Regions from separate parts of the Zea mays genome. Here region 1 is linked to region 2. Evidence: chromatin contacts called from public Hi-C data. All regions are on one chromosome and are shown on one strand. Each heading gives the region's core, a stretch centred on a gene start, on an enhancer-like site or on the middle of the called end of the contact. The rest is flanking DNA. Distances are from core to core; before and after follow the strand shown.

Evidence for each region. A called contact is a pair of places that touch in the nucleus more often than the background predicts.
Region 1: a Hi-C map of endosperm shows a contact between it and region 2, with 7 times the contacts expected there. The contact joins the promoter of LOC100192537 here to the promoter of LOC103648785 in region 2. A contact is called at or near these places in 4 of 25 Hi-C or Micro-C datasets (ear, endosperm and leaf) and 1 of 3 datasets of contacts at active chromatin or transcription factors (leaf).

Annotation. Positions count from the first base shown.
Region 1 is chr2:91,259,178-91,265,626 of Zm-B73-REFERENCE-NAM-5.0, forward strand. It overlaps LOC100192537 (UPF0497 membrane protein 7), which reads left to right and starts at 3,663. Exons shown (of 2, transcript NM_001137756.1): 1 at 3,663-4,112; 2 at 5,603-6,052. The coding sequence starts at 3,750. The coding sequence ends at 5,881.
Region 2 is chr2:91,019,498-91,025,875 of Zm-B73-REFERENCE-NAM-5.0, forward strand. It overlaps LOC103648785 (triacylglycerol lipase 2), which reads right to left and starts at 3,658. Exons shown (of 8, transcript XM_035965069.1): 1 at 3,476-3,658; 2 at 3,200-3,322; 3 at 2,964-3,104; 4 at 2,609-2,866; 5 at 2,431-2,471; 6 at 2,187-2,266; 7 at 1,997-2,092; 8 at 1,442-1,880. The coding sequence starts at 3,658. The coding sequence ends at 1,555.

The DNA.
Region 1 (6,449 bases), core at 2,413-4,912, 240 kb after region 2:
TCCCATTCCTCGAATGGTGTGATCTCTTTGTTCTTTGTTGGAACTCTATTCAGGACATGACATGCTGTCAAAATCGCCTCACCCCACCATGCCTTGGATAATCCCGTTGTACTCAACATGGCATTCACCAAATCTGTTAGAGTGTGGTTTTTCCTTTCAGCAATCCCATTGGATTGTGGTGAGAATGGCGGTGTCCTCTCATGAATAATACCATGTTCCACGCAGAACTCATCGAACACATTAGAGAAATATTCTCCACCTCGGTCGGACCTTAAACGTTTTATTTTCCTCTCAAGTTGGTTCTCAACTTCAGCTTTATAGGCTTTAAAATAATTGAACGCTTCATCTTTTGTTTTTAAGAGATACACATAACAAAATCTAGTGGAGTCATCTATAAGAGTGAGAAAGTATCTTTTACCACCTTTGGTCAAAATTCCATTCATCTCACACAGATCAGAATGAACAAGTTCTAGAGGTGCCAAACTCCTCGCCTCAGCAGCCTTGTGTGGCTTGCGGGGTTGTTTTGATTCAACACACACATGGCACTTAGACTTTTTGACCAAGTTAAATTTAGGAATTAAATTTATATTTGCTAACCGCATAAGACAGCCAAAACTTGCATGACAAAAACGTGAATGCCATAAATCTGACTCATCAGAAAAATTAACAGAATTCACCATTTTATTACACACATCATGCAGTGATAAGCGGAACAAGCCTCCGCAGTCATATCCTTTACCAACAAAGGTACCATGTTTCGACACAACACATTTATTAGACTCAAGAACAACTTTATATCCATCTCGACATAGCATCGAAGCGCTAACGAGATTCTTCTTGATAGAGGGCACATGCTGCACGCTCTTCAATGGCACCGTCTTTCCCGAAGTAAACTTCAGAATGACCGTACCAACACCAAGAACATGAGCACGCGACCCATTTCCCATCAACAAGGCGCCAGACCTCCCGACCTGGTAGGAAGTGAACATAGAGGCATCAGCACACACATGAATGTTTGCACCACTGTCCATCCACCACTCAGGTGAATTACAGACTGAAAGAACAAATGGTAAAGAATTACCATACCCAAATGTTCCTCCTTCAGTTTCAGTGGTTACAACATTAGCTGATTTCTTGTCTTGAGTGAACTTGCGATCAGGGCACTCTCTTGCCCAATGTTGATCACTGCCACAGACAAAGCAACCTCCCTTTCCCTTGTTATTGTTGTTCTTCTTTTTAAACTGTGCTGTATGAACAGGCTTATTTGCATTCTCTTGTTTGTTCTGGCTTTTCTTCTTGTTAAACTTGCGGAAGTTTCTCTTCTGCACCACATTAGCAGTAGAGGTCTCAACACCTTTTCCACTGTCCTTTGTTCTAGCCCTTTTCTCAACATCAAGAGTACCAATGAGCTCTTCCACATTGAACTCTTGTCTCTTATGTTTGAGAGAGGTAGCAAAGTCCTTCCAAGAAGGTGGTAACTTGGCGATTATACCGCCAGCCACAAACTTGTCAGGCAAAGGACAAGGAAAAAGTTCGAGTTCCTTAGCTAGTGCCTGAAACTCATGAGCCTGTTCCACTACAGATCGGTTCTCAACCATCTTGTAGTCATACAGCTGCTCCATGAGATACAGCTCGCTACCAGCGTCAGTTACTCCAAACTTTCCGACAAGTGCATCCCACAGCTCTTTCCCTGTGGGAAGGATGATATAGCTTTTCTGGAATTTTGTATCCAGTGCGCTAATTACTGCTCCTCGAAAGAGGTTGTCTTCAGCCTTAAACTTAGCCTCATCCTCAGGAGGTAAGTTGGCAGGCTTGCCCTCAGCGGCATGAAAACAAGACATTGCAGTTAGCCACAATTCCATCTTAGCCTTCCATATCAAGAAGTTTTTACCATCGAAAGGATCAGGCTTTAGCACAGCAGCAAAACCTCTGATAGAAAAATGCCTAACATTAGGTTTTTGGATTGTTAGAATTATAGGCATTTTCCGTATTATTTTAATTCCATAAATCAACATTATGATGATGACATATAACAAATAATTAACCATAGAAATTATGATCTCAAATTGATCCATACCAGTATGAATCAAGAGAACATAGAGCATGTGAATTATATAAATCATATAAATACGATAAACATGTATACTGACTGAACAAATGAAAGTAAACAAATAGAAACATAAATAGCATGACTGTAAAATTAAAACAGACAGATCTATCATATTATAATAAGACAGAACAGATAAGATAAAATCATTCGTAAATATGAAACAGCATAGATGAAAATATGAAACATATATAATCTCCAGAACACAAAACAGTAAGTAAATAAACTGATCATACCCTCCTATGCGCTCTGATGATCCAGATCCTTGGCCAGCTTCCTTTGTCATGTTGAAGATGTTTTGGACAGTCGCGTAGACGCTCCCCAAAAACCTAATTGTCGATCCCCCGTGCAAGGTCTCGAACGGCACTGGCTTCGGAGGCACCTGCCCTCTCGCCTCTCTGTGCGCGCAGAGCCACGAGATGGAAATACCCTCACTCGGCGGCTGAACTGTGATTCTAAAAGTGTTTCTCGCGTGTACCGAGTGACAGGGGTGCTCCTCTATTTAACCTCTCGCAGAGGGAAGCTGAAGGAGAAAGGTCGCCGAGTCACGCCGAGAGTCGGCCAGCTCTAGGAGAAAGGTCGCCGAGTCACGCCAAGAGTCGGCCAGCTCTAGCCGAGTTATGCCATGAGTCGGCCAGCTCTCGCCGAGTCACGCCATGAGTCGGCAGCTGAAGGAGAAGGGTCACTCGGCTGGCTGGCGAAGAGACAGGGTCACTCGGCAGACGAAGAGACAGAGTCACTCGGTTGACGTACGCGGTTAGTGAGTGCTAAAAATTAACACAACCACACCACGCCCGCGCCCGCTCGCCTGCCTGCCACGCCCGGCCGGCCGGCCGCGGCGGCGGCGCGCGCGCGCGTGTGGCACGCCCTTGTCCATTTCTTGACTTCTCAAGTTAAATGCAATAAATCCCACCATATAAGTCAAGGCAAAAGACTCTTGGCCTTCCAATGTGGTACTATTGGTATTCTCCACCATTACACACCATAGAGTTTATTCAATAAATAAGCCAAATCCATAAAAGATCCAACAGCCAGTCTGGTTGGAAGCGTGCGTTGAATGGTAGAAGTTCGAAAATGTGTTTATTAGGGAAAACAGGAGAAATTATACCATAATTAGTTACTCCATGGTATTCTTAATTATGTCTAGAACGGCTTGTTTTTTGTGTGTAGAGAACGGTGCAAATTTGGAAATACACAGATGCAACGAGCACAAGTTACTACACAGAATGGCCGTTTCCCAGCAGGCCCAGGCGTCCCGAGGCGACCACGCGACACATCACAGCCGCGCACGTCGCGGGCATGCGCTACACGCGGCCGCGGATTAATGCCGACGGCTAGACGCGACGCACGCACGGCGTGGCCGGGCGCTGTGCCACCAATAGCCGGGGCTGCATAGGGATCAACGGAATCAATCCATCCATCGCCCCCATACGGCACTGCTACCGCGCGCGACATTAACTCCGCGCATTCAAGTCTCCCACTGCGCTCCAACTACCTCACCTCACCCCTCCCCATAAATGCACTGTATCACCCCTGCCTTCCTGCTAGTTCTCCAGAGAGAGCCGGGAGAACTTGGCTGTCTGCCCTGTCTGCAAGTACCTCGTCTTCTTCCTGGAGAGAAAAAGCAGAAGACAATACAAAGATGTCCAAGATGGCGGAGGAGAAGGCGGCGGCAGTGGGCGGACTCGGAGGAGCCGGGGCGGCGGACGCGGCGCAGCAGCAGCAGCTGGCAGCAGGGGAGGCCGCGGCGGCGCGGGTGCGGCCCGTGGAGACGCTGCTTCGCGCGGCACCGCTGGGGCTCTGCGTGGCCGCCATGACCGTCATGCTCCGTAACCAGCAGAGCAACGAGTACGGCGCCGTCGCCTACTCCGACCTGGGAGGCTTCAAGTACCTCGTCTACGCCAACGGCCTCTGCGCTGCCTACTCGCTGGTATCCGCGTTCTACACTGCCGTGCCGAGGCCTGCCACCGTGTCGCGCTCCTGGCTCGTCTTCCTCCTCGACCAGGTCGGTTCTTGCCTCCCGTCTCTGCTCTGCTCTACTCACACTTTTTCACACGGTTCTAGTAGCAAGTTGAGAATGCTCCAAAGAATCTTTTTTTTTTCTTTTTCTGCCAACATCACGTGACGAATTTTACGAGTAATATGACGGTACAAAAGTTTATTCTTCATGTGTTCGTTATATTTTTGTTGTTGTGACCTACTCCTACAATAATCAAGGCTGGATTACTTTGATGATGTTGGAGGATCTGTTCGTTCTACAAAACTCATGCGAAACTCGTGACTGAAGAAACAAATTAACACATGGAAAGAAATTAGCTCTGGCAGAGACTGTATGGCAGCTTATGCGTTGGATTTGTTTTATTTCTACATCCATTTTTTTTCTTGCTTCAGTGTTTCAGCAATTAAAAAAATTACATAACTCATATAAAGCAATTATAATATGTCGATCTATATAGTATACATAATTCATAAAGTTACATGATTTATGAAAAATTACATAATACATATCTTAAATAGTTCTTCTGAACTCTTCTGAGCTAGATTATGAAGATACATTTATATAGTATAGTTATAATATATGGTGGTTTAGTATAATTATAATATATGGTGGTTTAGTTTATAGTTTTTGTTATAGAGGTATATCTATGCTTTTAAATGTTTATTTATATTTGGTAGTTCTAGTGATCTAATTGTGAAAAAAGTTTGTGTGGTAGGCCACGTGCTGCATACTTGCATATTTGTGCTATGGTCAAATTTTTTAGTTTTCATAGAATAAGTATGACTTAGTACATGATTTAAATTGGTTGAGGCTTATTAAACAGTGTATAGTTAAAATAAATATGCAAAAAAGAAAAAATGTAACTAAGGCTTAGTAAAAAAATACGTATGTAAAAAAGAAAAAATATGGTTCCGTACAAATATTGATATGTCTTATAAATATTTAACATGACTATGTTATTATAGAAAGACTTTTAGACTTAAACTCACATATTTTATTGTAAAGAAAATTTATTATTCTATTGTTATAACCCGTTAATCTATAGCATGTCATATTTGTAGAGTGGCTATGTTTTGTTAATATCTGTCAACTATATAATTTCTTATCTAAAATGTAATGTTTGTTCTGCCATCAAATATATAATCTATTAAGTGCATGTTTAATCTTGTGTTACCAAAATATAAGTATATGGTTATGTGAGCATATTTGATGCTTGTGCTACTATATATACTTCATAATTATATGTTGCTCAGTTACATTAAGATTTTAGATTATGTATATGTAATCTCGATTAACCAAACAGTTGATGAACCTTATTGCTATAAATGGCTACATTTACAGTTTTGATTAATACATTATGATAAAAAAAAAATTCATGCCAGTGCCACGTATATACGCGGACGTTTTGGTTCTTGTTAGAACCAACCTCTTAAGAGCTTACATGACCGTACTGGTGAAAGCATGAGAGAGTGATCCATGGCATTTTTATTCTGCAGGTGTTCACGTACCTGATCCTGGCGGCGGGCGCAGCGGCGGCGGAGCTGCTGTACCTCGCCTACAACGGTGACAAGGAGGTGACGTGGAGTGAAGCTTGCGGCGTTTTCGGCAGCTTCTGCCGTCAGGCGCGCACCTCCGTCGCCATCACCTTCGGCACCGTCCTCTGTTTCATCCTCCTGTCCCTCATCTCCTCGTACCGCCTTTTCAGCGCCTACGAGGCGCCCCCGTCGTCGGCGCTCGGCAGCAAGGGCGTCGAGATCGCCGCCTACCCGCGCTGAAGCCGCTGGAGGAAGGCCTCGTTGCAAATCTCTGTTATGCGTAGTCGATCATGTAATAATGGCTTATCGCATATATACTTCGTTGATAGTTTGCTGTCACATATGATTAGTACAGTGCTGCTGCTGCTGCTGCTAAATTGTGCTTGACTGGGTAATTATATAGTTTGCATCGTTCTTGTGTGTGCTGGATGGATTGAGCTTAAAATTCTTACTACAGACGTAGTTTCTGTGCAGCATGACAACATCTTCCCATCATCCCGTGGAAAGAAATCTAGTGGATGTTTTTTTGTTGAAACAAACAACATAATGAATGTTTGTACCAAACAAACGAGAAATTGTCCGGGTACGAAATTATTGCAAAATTGTTGCTAGTGCCCTCGCACAGTACAGTACCTCGAGAGCACAGTACAGCAGCTCGAGAACTCATATACATGTTCAAATGCAAATGGGCCGGCTCGCTCGAGAACGCATATACATGTTCAAATGGGCCAGCCCGCTCGAGAACGTATATACATGTTCACATGGGCCGGCCCAGCAGTGGGCTCGTGACTCGGCACGATCGTGGACT
Region 2 (6,378 bases), core at 2,408-4,907:
GAGGGTGCCCCGACAGGAGCACTAGGAAGGGAGGGAGAGGACACGGGCTCAACCGCAAGGGAGGCGATCGCAACACGTGGGAAGACAAGCGGTCCAGGCACGTGACGGCCCGCCTGAGGGTGGATCTCGACGCAGTCCCGAAGAATAGGGTTCCAGACTGGATCGAAGGACACGAACATGCCCCGGATGAGCTGGCCGTCGTGGAGGAGGACACGCACAGTCACGAGAGCGACGGGCGGGGGTGACGCCATGGAATCGATGTGGGTGGGGACACCGCTGGTAGGAGAAGCGCAACGGCGCGAGGAGCGCGGAGGGGAGGGGCGCAGCTCTGCTGCACGGACTCCGGGGCGTGGGGAAGGAGCGGCGCACGGGCGGCGCGGCAAGGCAGGGGCGCAGGGCGGCCGGCTCGGCGGGTGGCGCGCCCGGCACCGGCGCCAGAGCAGGGAGCCGCGGGTGGTGGGGAGAGGAGGAAGGCCGGCGGCTGAGGGGGCCGGCAGGGGAGGAGAGGCGGCTGGACGCCGGCCGACGGTGAAGGGGAAGAAGCTAGCCGGGGCGGATCCGGCGGCGCTGGCGCGGAAGGAGACAAGACGCGCGCGGCCCCGGCGGCTGGAGGAGACGGCGCAGGTGTGCGGTCCGGTGGGAGCAGAGGGAGACGGCGGCGAGGGTCCACGGCGCGCAGGTGGCGGATGGCCACGCCCACCTCGCCGGCCGCGGACAGGGGCCGGCCCGGGATCGAGAACGTCAGGCGGTGCTTCTTGGCCACGCCCACCTCGCCGGCTGCTGGGAACGAGGAGCTGCTGGCAGCACGGCGGGTCGGCGCTCGGGCGTCGAAGGGGCGCGGCAGCGGAGGCTCCTGGGAACGCCAGGCGAGCGCGGCAGGAACGCCAGGCGGGCGCTCGGGCGTAGGGCCGGGCGCGGCAGGATCCGGCGGCGGCTTCTGGGAGGGGAGGGGCGGCACTGGAGCGGGGGTGGGCGCACCCGACGGCGCACCAGGGAGGGGTGGCGGCTGGCGGCCGGCGTTGGGAGGGAAAGGGGGGCCGGCGGCTGGAGCCGGCGGCGGCTGGGAGGGAGACCGATCGGCTGTGGCCGGCGGCTGGAAAAAAAAACAGAGAAACCCTAAACCTAGCCCTCTGATACCATGTGAGAATAGGAACCCATGCCCCTAACCAGGGATGGGGAGTAGTATTAATAGACTTAGTAACTGGGCCAGGCCCATTACAGTGAGGGGTGAGACGGTAATTACATGGGGAATACCCCAAACCCTAGAATCCTAGACGGGTAGTCTAACAAGATAGTGTCTACTGTCTAGTTTTATAACTAATTTGGGAATGGCTATATAAGCTGCTGCGCGTCTCCAACTATTTTGACCCATGTAGGATCGCAGTTAGTTTGAATTTTGTTTTGGAAAATTAGATGGCATAAATCCTCGATGATCACCATATTCAACATCTTGATATATATATTTCTCTAATATTATAACATATAGTTATGCTCATTTTCGTATGTCAGGTGATTAATTAACAACGCTACAATCGAGCTATTAATTGACAAGTATCATTTGTCCTGGAGCTTGAAGAAGGCCATGAGGGGCGCATACACCCTCTCCCTCGCGTTGGCAGCCATGACAAAGTCGGCGTGCGCGTAGTCGTCCACGTACTGGACCGTGAGCTTGTCGCCGTGGTGCGACTTGAGGACCTGGAGCAGGTGGCTCACGTCCTGCGGGTCCGACAGGGTGTCCCTGCCTCCGTAGCCGAGGAAGAGCGGGAAGTCGTCGGGGATCGCCGAGAGGTCGTACGCCGGCGGCGTCGCCTGCCCATAGTGCTTCGTGTTGTCCGCGGCGTTGCCGTAGTCGTACTTGGCAAGCGTTCCTCGTCGGATCACTACCGGTTCAGTTGAGAGAGAGATGGTTTAATTCGGTGAGTGAATTAAAGGGCACGTGATTATATATATGTACATGTTCCTTAGTAGCCTCGGAGCCAGCGAGGGAAGACTTTACTTTGAGCCAGATGGACCATGTTCTTGGTCGCGGAAGCCTGTGGCTCATGGGCAAGGAAGACCTGAACGGAGGAGTTGTCGAGGCAGCAGTTGTCACCTGCATGCGCCAGCAAAGCTCCGTGGGAGGTAAAATCCAAAGGAAACAAAGTGAAGAACGATAATTAATTGCAAATAATCCTTTACTAGTGTACCTGTGAACACTGACATCAGACTGTAGCAATCGATCCCTGGCTGCGAGCATATGTCAGTCAGTAGCTTGTGCACAGGTTCCCTGCATGCATGCACGCGACATTTTTTTTGTTTCCTTACTCCATTAATCACTGCTTTTGTACAAAAGCGCTAGCACGTAAACGTAACATATGGAGAGACGATCATCAGGTGGAACCAGAGCGTGAGAAAAAGATTTTTTTTAAAAAAAAAAGGAAAGAAAATTACCCTGTCGGGTCGAACTCATCCAGCCCGAGCCAGTACATAGCCTGAAATAAACAAGTTAGTATCATTATATTATTATTTATAAGTTACTCCATTAATCACTGCTTCTGTATGCCGATTTTGGTATGCCGGTTTTGGAGCCGGCCGGTCGTGCTGTTTGTTTGGTTTGTTTTTGTTTTACCTCCGCAAGGAAGACGTCTGCGCCGGCCAGCGCGAGCGGCGACGTGACCTTGTCAAGGTAGGCGATGGGGCTGAGCAGTCCGGCGGACCTGAGCATCCCCAGCTGCTGGCGCTGGCTGAGCGCCGCGAACGCGATGAGGGTCCCCAGCGAGTGGCCGACGTAGTGCATCCTCTGCTGTCCCGACTGCGCGTACACGTACTGCACCACCGCCGACAGGTCGTTGCTGGCCAGCTCGTCCCACGACCAGTCCCAGTACGCCTGAACACGTGCGCGACAGCGAAGAATGCAAGTTACATGCATGAATCGAAATCGAAGCGATCGGGCACGGGCACGGACACGGGCGGGAAAATCGAACCGGGTCGCTGGAGGACAGCGTGGTGTGGCCGCGGCTGTAGACGGTGCCCCGGGTGTTGGCGATCCACACGTCGTAGCCGCCGTCCGCCAGGATGTAGCCCAGGGACTCGTCCGGGGAGCTCATCAGCCACGTCACGCCGTCCTGCGGTGCGGCCACGCCAGACAATTTAGTGGCTGAAATCAGTGTGTAGATTAGCGATGGCTTGATGGAGTAGTACAGTGGAGTATATACTTTACCATGAGGAGGCCGTGCTGGAGCAGCACCGGGATCTTACTGCCGGCCGCCGATTGGCCGGAGCCGCGGCCGCGGCCGCCGGGTATCCGCTGCAAGCTCAGGATGTACCCGTCCGCGGTGGTCACCTACGCTACGCATTAACAGACACTCACTCAATGTACTACTGTACTGGTTGGTAATCTAGCTAGCTGTCCCCTGATCGAGAAGTAGTAACTATTAATCAATCTTCTGGCAAGAACCGTGTGACGGACGTCATTGTTTTGTCTTTTAATACGTACGGTGTGTTCCTCGCACTTGTACCCGAACGGCTCCAGCCTGGACAGGCACGTGCCGTTGTTGGCCGCCGCGCGTGCCGCCTGCGGAGCCGGCCGCACTGCCGTTGCTGCTGCTCCCAAGCTGAGCAGAACCACCAGCAGGCTTGCCACAGCGCTGCTGTTGCGCCTTCTTCCTCCTGGCGTCATCGTCGCCGGTGAAAATTAGAGACCCACTCGATAACTGTTTTAGCGGCAAATACGTCTAGCTATATGGTTCTTTCGACGGATGATGGTTGGAAAATTCCGCATCATGTGTGCTCGTCTTTTATACTGCTTCGGCTAATCATGATTTGACAATGTCATTTTCACCTCGATCGGATTAACGCCGCCGGCAGGCGGGGGCGTGCGTGCGTGCACTTCTGTTCCACGTCGATAGGCAACGGTAGTGCGCTATTAAATTACTATACTACTAGTCTACAAATGCAGTGCAGTGTGAATTAGTTTGAACTGGAGCGAAGCCATTCTATTGTTTTTTGTTTAATTTAATCCTGTTTTCAGCTGACCGACCTGCGCCTGTGCACTGTGGCTTGCCGTCGTCGTCACTTTGTTGCCGGTGCCGCCAAAAGTGAACCGTAGCTAGCTGACATCGATGATTATTGCAACGGGGGGCGCGCGCAAGAGGCCTACGTACATGGGCGTTTCGATTTCTCTTGCGGTTACGGATGGATCGTCATTATTATATTGCTCACCATCTGTGGTCCGCTCGCACGTACTGGCTTGTGGATCTGGACCATATCGCCTGTAGTTTTCCGTGGAGGTCAGGTTGGTTGGTTGTTTGGCCAAGGCGTCGCGCGTGATGTGTACGTACTACGACGTACGTGTCGACGACGGGGCCGGTTCACACGCTCGTCACTGCAGGACGAGACGTCGACGACGTGATCTGCACGCACAAGAGACCACAACAAACAGATAGCCATCGTGCATGCGCGCCCGCGTGAACAACTTCACTGCTTTGTCCTATGTGCTATGGCCCGATCGTTTCAGGTGGTGTGTGTATGATATCTCATGTTAGCTAGCTAGTCTCGTGTTTGGTTGGCAAGCGATCAGGGGCAGCTATGGCAGGGTCATCTAATATTCTGTGAACATCTGGTCCATGAACTTGTTTGCGTGAAAAACGACACGCCGGCAGGAGTGGAGTGTCAAGTGTGAGCGCCAAGCTCGATCCGGCGTACGTAGTTGTCACGTGGGCGCGCGAGTGCAAGCCTGCAAGGTCCAGCTTTAGCTAGCTCGCTGCCGTACGCGTGAGGGCCAACGTCGTCTGGGGGACCTCCAGCCCAGCCACCATATGCCCACAAGATCCGCCCGTCACCATGTGAGTGAGCTCACGAGGGAGCAGGGCCGCTTCTATTTTGGGAACCTGAGCAAAAATAGAGGCTACTTCTATCTCTCTCTCTCTCTATATATAGCCTTAAAATATATAATTCAAAATATTTTTCGATGCAACAAAAATATTTTTATTGAGTGCAATAAATTTTTTAATGTCTATAAAATCGTCAATATGATTTATATAGTCCTAATAAACACTTATTTGTGCTTTATATCAAGCTAAAACGTTTCTATTAACAGACTCATATATAAAAAATCATCCTTTTAATCTTTATATAGAGTAAAACTTGTTGCATGCGCAAAGCCTCCCACTCGTATCTAGTGGCGGAGCTCTATAAAATTAATGACCCGGGCCACTCTATAAAACTTGAAGGTTACTTTAAACAGCCCCTAATATATTGTGCGGATAAATATACCGCTAAAACAAAATATACCACAAACATAGACTAAGATAGTATTTACTTCAATTCAACATCTAAAAATACAATAAACTTAATTAAAAATATAAAAAATACCTAATTAGAGACGATTTGGTCCTTCCCCGCCTCTAATAACTTTATCAACATTAGCACGTGAATTTGAACCTACACATTGCAACTTAAATATTTGTATAAAATGAGAGATACAACATGACAATATAACTAATGAATACAAAAATGTATAAGTGAGTATAAAAATATATCACTTGAACTTTGGTGAAGATAGCTTTTTCATTCGACTCTTCAATTCTTGAAAATAGTATAAAATATCATCACTTTGAATACTTGCAAAGATATTTCTTTCACAATCTAATATTTAGCTCGTTGTTCATAGTGAGTTGTGAGTCGCATCGGCCGCCCCACGACGACCATTTGACCATTTCGGTCCCAATGCTGCCATGTTGCAACCCCGACCGTTCAATGTGTGCGTAGTAAAGGACAGAAAAAATGAAAAAAAGGCTAACGGATGGGCCCTAGGTATCAAGTGACTGATCCTGATCCCTCTTTCGACGTCCTGAAATCAAATAAAAATAATTTCATCTCATTACTTCTCGAATAGTAAATAGAATTGTCCCGTCCCTGAAAGCTCAGATTCCATGTCGCCTGCTAAACAAATGTTATTTTTAAATTTTGATGCCTTCTCTAAGAGAGGTCGATGTTGAGATGAATGCTATCAAGTGGGATGTCCTGATCAGGGTGTTTGGTTTATATGGACTAATTTTTAGTCTCTCCATTTTATTTTATTTTCGTTTCTAAATTACCAAATTTAGAAACTGATTTAGTTTTTAAAGTTAACAATTTAGGGACTAAAATAGAATAAAATAAAGGAACTAAAAATTAGTTCCTAGAAACCAAACACCCTATTGGTCACTTGTTTTCGATTACTACATGACATAAAAAACAAGTCAACAAAAGTTAAGAATATGAACCTAGTAATAGCTTGAAGACGAAGATTCTCAAGAGGAAATGTGAACAAAAGAATATTAAATGTTAATAAGCAACGAAGTACAAGACTCATCTCTTATGCCTTAGCATTTTTATTCCATTTCTCTTCGTATTAAA